Linked DNA regions of Sus scrofa: all the other regions are linked to region 3. The links are chromatin contacts, called in public HiChIP or PLAC-seq maps. All regions are on one chromosome and are shown on one strand. The core of a region is the stretch at or near the end of the contact, and the rest is flanking DNA. Distances in the headings are between cores, read along the strand shown.

Evidence for each region. HiChIP or PLAC-seq counts read pairs in DNA pulled down with a chosen protein or histone mark.
Region 1: an H3K27ac HiChIP or PLAC-seq map of alveolar macrophages shows a contact between it and region 3. The contact joins the promoter of HDHD3 here to the promoter of SLC31A1 in region 3. A contact is called at or near these places in 3 of 47 Hi-C or Micro-C datasets (heart right ventricle, liver and skeletal muscle) and 1 of 2 datasets of contacts at active chromatin or transcription factors (alveolar macrophages).
Region 2: a contact with region 3 is called in an H3K27ac HiChIP or PLAC-seq map of alveolar macrophages. The contact joins the promoter of ALAD here to the promoter of SLC31A1 in region 3. A contact is called at or near these places in 2 of 5 promoter capture datasets (fetal liver and liver), 4 of 47 Hi-C or Micro-C datasets (heart right ventricle, liver and skeletal muscle) and 1 of 2 datasets of contacts at active chromatin or transcription factors (alveolar macrophages).

What each region holds. Positions count from the first base shown.
Region 1 is chr1:254,008,214-254,011,174 of Sscrofa11.1, forward strand. HDHD3 (haloacid dehalogenase-like hydrolase domain-containing protein 3) reads right to left here and starts at 1,591. Exons shown (of 3, transcript XM_021067749.1): 1 at 1,480-1,591; 2 at 840-888.
Region 2 is chr1:254,026,007-254,029,315 of Sscrofa11.1, forward strand. ALAD (delta-aminolevulinic acid dehydratase) reads right to left here and starts at 1,578. Exons shown (of 13, transcript XM_021067765.1): 1 at 1,444-1,578.
Region 3 is chr1:253,867,035-253,870,177 of Sscrofa11.1, forward strand. SLC31A1 (high-affinity copper uptake protein) reads left to right here and starts at 1,355. Exons shown (of 5, transcript NM_214100.3): 1 at 1,355-1,442. FKBP15 (FK506-binding protein 15) reads right to left here and starts at 1,151. Exons shown (of 30, transcript XM_021067627.1): 1 at 947-1,151. The coding sequence starts at 999.

The DNA.
Region 1 (2,961 bases), core at 341-2,840, 140 kb after region 3:
GGGCAGAGCAGCCTGGTCCTTCTTCTTCTTTGTTTTTCCCTCTCTATGGCCACACCTTCAGCACATGGAAGTTCCCAGGCCAGGGGTCAAATTGGTGGGGCCTATGCCACAGCTTTGCAGCAATGCTGGATCCTTAACCAGAGGCCGGGGATGGAACTCGCATCTTCCTGGATACTAGTCGGGTTCTTAACCCTCTCAACCACATCCTAGAGGTCCTGGTCTTCCCTGTCTTAAAGCCTCTCTGAGCCCCAGGTGATGATGCCTGCCTGGGTGGAGAACCAGTGAAAGGATTACTGACTGCAGAGAAAACAAATTCTTTAACCCAACGTCTAGAGGGTGGAAGCAGCTTCTGGTCCCAGACAGAGCAGATTCCAGACACCCAACCTGTTCAGCTGTAACCTGAGGGGCCAGAGTTCAGAAGGCAGCCCAGCTGCTGCTGAGGGACAATCATGGCTGGTGAACCTGGGGACAGGCCTTAGAGGAGGTTTGTCAGGAAATGAATTTAAGTCAGTCTGGAACTTAGGGACACCCGTCCAAAGATGCCCTCCCTTTGCAGGTGGGTAGGTGGAGGCCCAGTGAGGGGCGGAAATTCGCCCCAAGTCACGCGGGGAGCCATTGGCGCTGCTAAAACTAGAACAAAGGGCCCACAGCATTTTCCTCAGTTTCTGGAGGGGAATTTAGGGACTTTGGCCGCAGGCCTGAATTGCTCACCCTCCCTCCCCACCTCCAGGGCTCGGAGGTGGCAAAGTCCGGGTAGCCCGCGGCTAGAGAAGTATCTCTACGACCTCTGCCAAAAGCAGCGAGACCTGCGGCGCCAGTCCCTGGGGCCCACGACTCACCCGCCTCGCCGAGAAGCCAGTCAAGAAAGAAACCGCAGCCGCACAGCCACTGGGGAAAAGATGAAGACGCCCCTTTCTCCCAGATCCCAGGCCTCCGCTTGCCCCTCCGCCTCGCCCCGCCCCGCCGCCTCGCCCCGCCCCGCCCCCGCCCCGCCCTCCGCCTCGCCCCGCCCCGCCCCTCCACCTCGCCCCGCCCCTCCGCCTCGCCCCGCCCCGCCCCTCCGCCTCGCCCCGCCCCGCCCCTCCGCCTCGCCCGCCCCGCCCCTCCGCCTCGCTCCGCCCCGCCCCGCCCGCCCCCGCCCGCCCCGCCCCGCCCCGCCCCGCCCCTCCGCCTCGCCCCGCCCCTCCGCCTCGCCCCGCCCCTCCGCCTCGCCCCGCCCCCCCGCCCCCCCATGTCCTTTCTGCTCCCTCTCGCCGTACCCTCACCTCCTGAGACCCTGCGCCTTTGTCACGTGCCCTCACCGCGGGCCTCTGCCCTCCGTGTCCCTTCTGTGACCCTCCCTACCCCTTCGTCAGACACCACGCGATCTCAGTCCCTCTTGCGCCCCCTTCCGTCCCGTACTCCGCCTTTCACCATTACTTTGCACCCCTTGTGCCCTCTTTGCGGGCCCCTGCCCACCCTGCCCTCGCAGCCCCTCACTTTTTTATCCCCTTTCTGTGCTCTCTCTGCCTGCCTTCCTCCTCCCCAAGACCTTTCCGCCTCCCTTGGATCTGGACGCCTCCTGGGAGGTGCCCAGGCTGACTTGGGAAGAAGGGATTTGGGTTTGGATCTGGCTTGCTTTGTGTTGGGTAACCACCTCCCCCTCACTGGGCTCGGGCCTGGGAGGAAACGCAAAGTTCAGTCACAGACCTTTGGCCGGCAAGGGAGAGCCCACGGCTCCAGACATTTCTTTGAGTAACTTTTTCAGCAGAGAAAAAGGGGCCTTGCATGTCACACAAAAGCCAATGACAGGTCCTGCTGTTTTGAAACAAGCTTCTTTGTAATTTACCGGTTCAAAAATGGGTCCACTTCATGGGTATAGTTTCCTCCATATGTCAGATGACCAAAATTCCGAGAGGGTTTTATCCCTTGATCTATCTTATGTGGACTCTGGCCTGGTAATTGCTTCTGGAGACACCTGACCATGTCACAACACTGGCTGCTAGCTAGCTTTGGTTATTTCTCTTTGAGAAATCAAGTTTCTTATGGGGCTTTTTCCTTGAGATTCTCATTCAAGGGAACTAAGTAAACCCAAGCTGGGCCCACAAGACACACATCTGTCTCTCTCTCTCTCCAAAATTTCATTTACTAATTTTTTTTGTCTTTTTGTCTTTTTAGGGCTGCAGCCATGGCATATGGAGGTTCCCAGGCAAGGGGTCAAATAGAAGCTACAGCTGCCTGCCTCCACCAGAGCCACAGCAATGCCAGATCCAAGCTGCGTCTTCGACCTATACCACAGCTCACGGCAACACCGGATCTTTTTTTTTTTTTTGCCTTTTTGTCTTTTTAGGGCCGCACCTTAAGCACATGGAAATTCCTAGGCTTGGGGTCCAATCGGAGCTGTAGCCGCCGGCGTACACCACAGCCACAGCAACGCCAGATCCGAGCCATGTCTGTGACCTGCATCACAGCTCACCGCAATGTCGGATCCTTAACCCACTGAATGAAACCAGGGATCGAACGCATGTCCTCATGGATGCTGAATTCATTAACTGCTGAGTCACGACGGGAATTCCTCATTTACTTATTTTTAAACTTTTATTAAAACCATACATAGGGAAAAGTGCAAGGAAGTGTACTTGTCCTTGGATTTTTACAAAGTGGACATATCTATGCAATCTGTGCAAAGACCAAGAAAAAGAACATCTCTAGAACTCTGGTGCCCTGTCTCCTGGTCACTTACTCCCATGAAGGGGAACCACTATCCTGACTTCTAAATGCATGGTTATATTGGAGTTACCGTCGTGGTGCAGTGGTTAGCGAATTCGACTAGGAACCATGAGGTTTCGGGTTCGATCCCTGACCTTGCTCAGTGGGTTAAGGATCTGGCGTTGCCGTGAGCTGTGGTGTAGGTTGAAGACACAGCTTGGATCCCACGTTGCTGTGGCTGTGGCGTAGGCCGGCAGCTGTAGCTCCAATTGG
Region 2 (3,309 bases), core at 328-2,827, 160 kb after region 3:
AGCCATTAGGAGAATTTGGAGAATTTGCCAATTCCAAAAATCCCAGAACATGCTGGTTAGGAGGGTTCATAAAGCTTGCTGATTGCATCATTGAAATGAACACTATTGGCATGATGGGGAACTGGGCTCAGAGAGGGGCAGGCATTTGGGCCAAGATTGTGCAGGGGCCAATGGCAGATCTGGGGCTAGAATCCAGGTCTCTGGCAGTGAGGTCATCAGTGTCCACCATTACCCCTTGATTTTTTTTTTTTTTTTGGTCTTTTTGCCATTTCTTGGGCCGCTCCCGTGGCATATGGAGGTTCCCAGGTTAGGGGTCTAATCGGAGCTGTAGTCTCCGGCCTACGCCAGAGTCACATCAACGGGGGAGCCGAGCCGCGTCTGCAACCTACACCCCAGCTCATGGCAACGCCGGATCGTTAACCCACTAAGCAAGGGCAGGGACCGAACCCACAACCTCATGGTTCCTAGTCGGATTCGTTAACCACTGCGCCACGACGGGAACTCCCCTTTGATATTTTAAGTATAGATTTCTTTCTTTCTTTTTAGGGCTGCAGCTGAAGCGTATGGAAGTTCCCAGGCTAGGGGTGGAATCAGAGTTGCAGCTGCCAGCCTATGCCACAGCCACAACAATGCTAGATCCAAGCCAGATCCAAGGGGAATCTGTGACCTATATCGCAGCTTGCAGGAAGGCTGGATCCTTAACTCACTGGGCAAAGGCAGGGATCAAACCCACATCCTCAGGGATACCAGCTGGATTCTTAAAACACGGAATCAAAAGGAACTCCTAAGTATAGATTTCAAAGCTGCTCATCAGCAGAGGTGGACTCCTGGAGAGCTCTTGGTGAAAGAGGTTGGGAGGGAAGAGGTAGAAAGGCAACTCTGGACCTGGTTGCAGCTAGCAGCAAGATGGTTAGGCTTGTGGATTTTGGAGTCTCTACACGTGGGTTCAAATCCTGGTTCTGTCACTTTTCAGCTGTGTGACTTCAGTCCCCTCATCTGGCCAATAAGGGCTTGAACTGAGCTTGATGGGCTGTTGTAAGACTGAATGGGCCAATGCATGCACCGTACATACAAGGCTAGCACAGAGTGGCTGTTATTGCTTGCACCTCCCTCCCCCATACTGCTAGGCACCGCGGGCTCTGCACTGATGGAGACTACCCCAGCGATCTCCGAGGGAATGGAGCCCAGAGAGGAGACTCGGAGTCTCCAAGAACTACAGCCCCGAGTCTCCAAGGACTACAGCCACGCGGAGACCCCAACCCCGCTGCAGCGGGACATCTAACTCTAAGAACCCAAACAGGGGTCCCACAATGACTCCGTCTCCAGCGACATCGCCGGCGCTCCTTGGAGTACAGCACGATCTGGGTCTGGGGATACAAGACTCTTGGTGCCAGAGCCCCCGCGTCCAAGTCTGCCAACTCCCGGAGTCTGGCCCCCACTCACCGGCTTTCGTAAGGAATCCACGCCGCTACTCCCGCCACCACAGTCGCGAGCTCTGGTCTCTTGGGCCCACGCGGGGGCGGGGCAGCTCACCCGGAAGCAGCGCCCCCCTCTCACAGCCCGCCCCCGACAGGTTGCAGGCCACGCCCCCTGCGGGTGCTTTGCCTGAGGGCTGGTCAGCTCCAGCTACAGCCCCGCCCACGCACGGCGGCAGACCTGGCCAATCGGGTGCGCTGAAGGGCTGGAGGGCCCGCCCCTCCCCTCAGCGAGGTCCGCGCCTGTGCAGGGAAGACCGCCAGGGCGCCCACTTGGACAGTGCTGCAGCACTGCGAGAGGGGCGTTGCGTGTGAGCAGGCGTGGGAGGCAGCTACAGCTTTGCGGTTCTCTTTACAGCTTTTCTCTTCCCAGCCCAGCACGTTTGGCGCTGATTGTTGAAAGAATAATTAGATCTCAAGGATTTTAAACAACACCGTAATACCTAACACAATAGCTAAGTCCTTTTTTGCGGACTGAGCATTTTAAATTAGTTAAGCACCAGGCTGGCTTCCAAGTTTTCAGACAAAATTTATTCCAGCGTAATTTCTCAGGACCTACTCTTGTGCCATAGTTTCAGAGCTGTGATGTGAAAGACATGGGTACTTTGGAAAGGCTCCAAGTCTGATAGGAGCATCAGACCTGTCTGTCCGTGACGGGTACAAAGAAAGATTTGCCCGCAAGTCCGGGGGCGGGGCGGGGGTGGAGGTAAAATGCTGCAGGGTATGTGCAAGGGTGGGAAGGATCTGGTGACGCTTATGGGGCTTAGGTGAACTGGTGGGATCAGATGAGTGAAATAGGGGTCGGGGTCAATATACCCTAGCAAAGGAATTCCTTTATAAAGGTGAGACAGGGATTATTGAAAAGTTGACTTTGAACTGTGAAGGATGCCAGTGGGTTGTACTATATTTATTCTCAGATCTTATTTCTCAAAATCTGTATCCCAAACCTGTTTTATGCATCTTTCTATTACAAGTCCAAGAGGCTTAATGCTGGGGAAATACGACACTGCTTAGTTCCTTGCTACAAGTTCTGATCTGCGTTCAAATAAGGAAGGTGGTGGAAAGAAGGCTGTGCATTAAAGAGTCAGGGACAGTCCCATACATTTTACATTCACTTACCTAATTTGATAATTCTGTTACAATCCTCATTTTATAGACTGGGAAAACAATTGCCAGGAGATTAATTTGCCCCATGTCACACTGGGCTTTCTCTTCAACTCCTGCTATCCATACTCCTTCAACTCATAGAGGTAATTACTATTTATTACCCCCCCACCTCAAGTTTAGATCCGCTGCCTGTTTCTTTCATGACACCTGTTCCATCTCTGACTTTATTGATAACTAGAAATAATTAGGACCAGAGTTCCCTGGTGGCCTAACAGTTAAGGATTTGACACTACCACTGCTGTGCTTCAGGGGTTCGATCCCTAGCCAGGGAACTTAAGCATGCCACGATCACGGTGGAAAAAAAAAAATTAGGACCATCTATTACCTCTAAGATCTCAAACAGGGTGGAAAATTAAAAAATTTTTTTTGGTGTAATCTATTTTTCCCATGTCTCGCTCTTGTTTTTGACTGAAAGATCGGTTCCCACTTCCCGATCTTTTAAAATATTTTACTTCAGGACATCATCTTTTAAAATATTTTACTTCAGGAATCACCTTTTAAAATATTTTACTTCAGGACATCATCATGGCACAGCGGAAACGAATCTGACTAGGATCCATGAGGTTGTGGGTTTGATCTGTGGCCTCACTCAGTGGGTTAAGGATCTGGTGATGCCATGAGCTGTGGTGTAGGCTGGCAGCTGTAGCTCCAATTAGACCCCTAGCCT
Region 3 (3,143 bases), core at 105-2,604:
CAGAAGGAAGCTGAGAGCAGGCAGAGCAGCTTAATCATCTTGTAACCTAACCCCTAAGCGTTTAGTAGAACAAGAAGTATATACTGGTGCATTCATCACTCTCCAATACCTTCTTAAATTGGCTAGATATATTCAAAGACAGGCTCTGCAAGGATCAGAACTTGACAGCTCACAAGTCTGAAAGTAGTCAAGCTGTCTACTGACATGAAAGAAAGGAGAAAATGCTTAAGTAATTACTGGAAGAGACAAAGTCCTGCCACTTGAAGACCTGTACCCCAGCCTGGTATATATAATGGCTGGGGACAGAGAACAGCAATTGCAGTTTATTACATTGGTTTTAAGGTTTAGAATGCAATTTCACACCTCTTATACACTCAATAAGCACCCCCTGTGAAAGGGGCTGTGCTGAGCACTGGACAGAGATGGACAACGTGAGCAGGCCTTGTCCTATCAGGGCTCATACTCTAGTCGGTTCGGTGTGCAAAGATGAAGGCAGACACACGTGGGACCGTGGGGAAGGGAAAGCAACAAAAAGCTGACATCCAAGCTAGGTCTTGAAGAATGCTGAAGCTGACCCGCCAGCTCCAATTTTGAAGTGCCACCGCCTTATCTACGGAAAAAAAGTCTCATATCGGCCTCAGGTGAGGCATAAAAACTCTGAGACGGGTATTTTCATTAACAATCACCCCCACTTCACGGGAGAAACTGTGACCCCGAAAGGAAAAAGCGAACCCGACGGTCGCCTTCAGGGAGATGCCAGGTCCAGAATCCCGGTGGACAGACTCAGCAGTTTCGCGCTCCGTCGGGACTGAGACCTGTGGAGCACCGAAATGCGGCAAGCGTCTGGACCCGGAAGTTGGGAAGAGATCTGATAAGAGAGAGACCCCTCCAACCGTGCGCCAGGCTCTCTCAGCCACGCCCTCTGTCCCACGCTTTTGTCACTCACCCGCCGCTAGGCGAGAGGAAGTCGGTGTCGTCTTCGTCGCTCGCACCGAACATCTCGCTGGCTTTCGCCCCGCTGTAGGGAGGAGGTCGGCGAATTTCCAGGGCCTTTCACCGCCGACGTCGTAAATTGCCGCAGGGGCGTGCTGCTTTCCGGCAGGACGAACTCTCGGTTACTCTTGCCAGCAAGATTAGGTTATTGAGGAGGTGGAGCAAAGGCAAAGGAGGGGACCAGGCGTGGGAGGCACGCCGCGTGACGTAAAGCTTCTCGCTCACTCAGAGGCGGCTTGATCCGCGGACGCTCCGAAATCCCGTGCGGCAATTGGCCGGCGAGACAAGAGGCGGGGTAGGGGCGGGATAAGGGCGGGAATCGGCACTTAAGTGGAGGTCTTGTACACGTCGAGCCGTCAGAAGTGCAGGGGTCTTCTGAAGAGTCTTGACAGAGAAGCGGATCGAGGCTCTGAGAGGGAAGCGTCGGTGGCGGCACTCGATCTGGGGAGGTAAGGCCTTTTTCGCCCTTCTTGCAACATTTGGCAGCACGAGCACACAGTCCTTCCCCCTCTAGGGCAAGGACCTTCGCGCCACTCTGCTCAGCTCCGCGAAAGGGCCTGGGGACTGGATCTGAAAACCAGAGCTTTCGGCCAGGCCCGTAAGAGTGACTTAGCTGGAGTGACCTTGGGGCAGGGTGTTCTGTGACTCAGTTTCCCCGTCTGTAAAATGGGGGACCTGATTGCCCCTACCGCTTAGTACCCTGTGGCTGACCTCGCTGTTTATTCAACGGATTGTTTATCCAGTGCTTCCGTGTGTTGGCTGGATTGGTCATCAAATTCAATCGCAGTCTCATAATCCCAGAATTTATAGGTAAGGTAAGGGAGGAACTAAGCCCTTGGCTGACTAGTGGACTATTCCGAGGTCACACAGAGTAAAGGGCAGGCTGGGGCTAGATGCTTGGTGTCTAGACCTTATCAGGGCTGAAGCACTGGGTTCGCGTTCGGAGTGTTTATTGCTACACTGTGGCATGCTTTTGGAGAGAAGTCCTCTCCCTAGAGTAGACCTAGCAGGAGAGCTAGAACACAATGGAGATGGGTGATGGAAAGGAGGAAACTTCAAAATCTGAAGATCCTCAGCCACAACCTTGGTCTGGGTTTTGCTTAGTTTCTTGCCACAGACTTAACATCAGTTCCCTGCCTCCAGTTTCCACCCTCTCTGTATATCATAACCATTTCTTATATATGTTAACCTAGTGTAACTCCTGGAACAATCTCCAGGTAGGCCTGGCTTAGCTAAGGTGTGGATAAGCAGATAATAACCCTTTGTAGGACCCATTGATCTCCTCAGGGCTTCTCTCAATGAGAGTAGTATAAGTGTGCCTTACCTGAATGTTTTAGTAATCTGTTGCATGAAATAGAGGTGAAGTGACTTCCCCTCCCAGAGACTTCATAACCTCTTGGCACTTTCCTGGTTCTACTTTTGTTGTAGTTTTGTGTGCTTCTACTAAATTGTAAGCTCAAGGATGGTTACTTTATTCATCTTGGTGACTCCTGTGTCACAGAGCACTGCCTTATTGCCCATAATGGGTTCTCAGTAATTCTTTTTTGCTCTTTTCTAGGGTATATGGAGATTCCCAGGCTAGGGGTCTAATCAGAGCTGTAGCTGCTGGCCTATGCCAGAGCCACAGCAACACTGGATCCGAACCATGTCTGCGACCTCCACCACAGCTCAGAGCAACACCGGATCCTTAACCCACTGAGTGAGGCCAGGGATCAAACCCTCAACCTCATGGTTCCTAGTGGGATTCGTTAACCACTGAGCCACGATGGGAACTCCAAGGGTTCTCATTCTTTGTTAGCATCCATGAGGACATGGGTTTGGTCCCTGGCCTTGCTCAGTGGGTTAAGGATCTGGCATTGCTGTGAGCTGTGGTGTAGGTATCAGCTCAGATCCCAGGTTGCTGTGGCTCTGGTGTAGGCTACACCGATTGCACCCCTAGCCAGGGAACCTCCATATGCGGTGGGTGCAGCCCTAAAAGACACACACACACACAGAAAAATGCTGTACTAGATGTGAACTGTCTGGGTTGCTTAGTCTCTTATTAACTGAAGGCTTTACTATTGAAAGGTGTAGGGGGGAATAGTGTAGCTAGAAATAGTATACGTAGGTTTTACTTTTGTTCAAGTATCCTTCTGTTAACCTGAGGACTA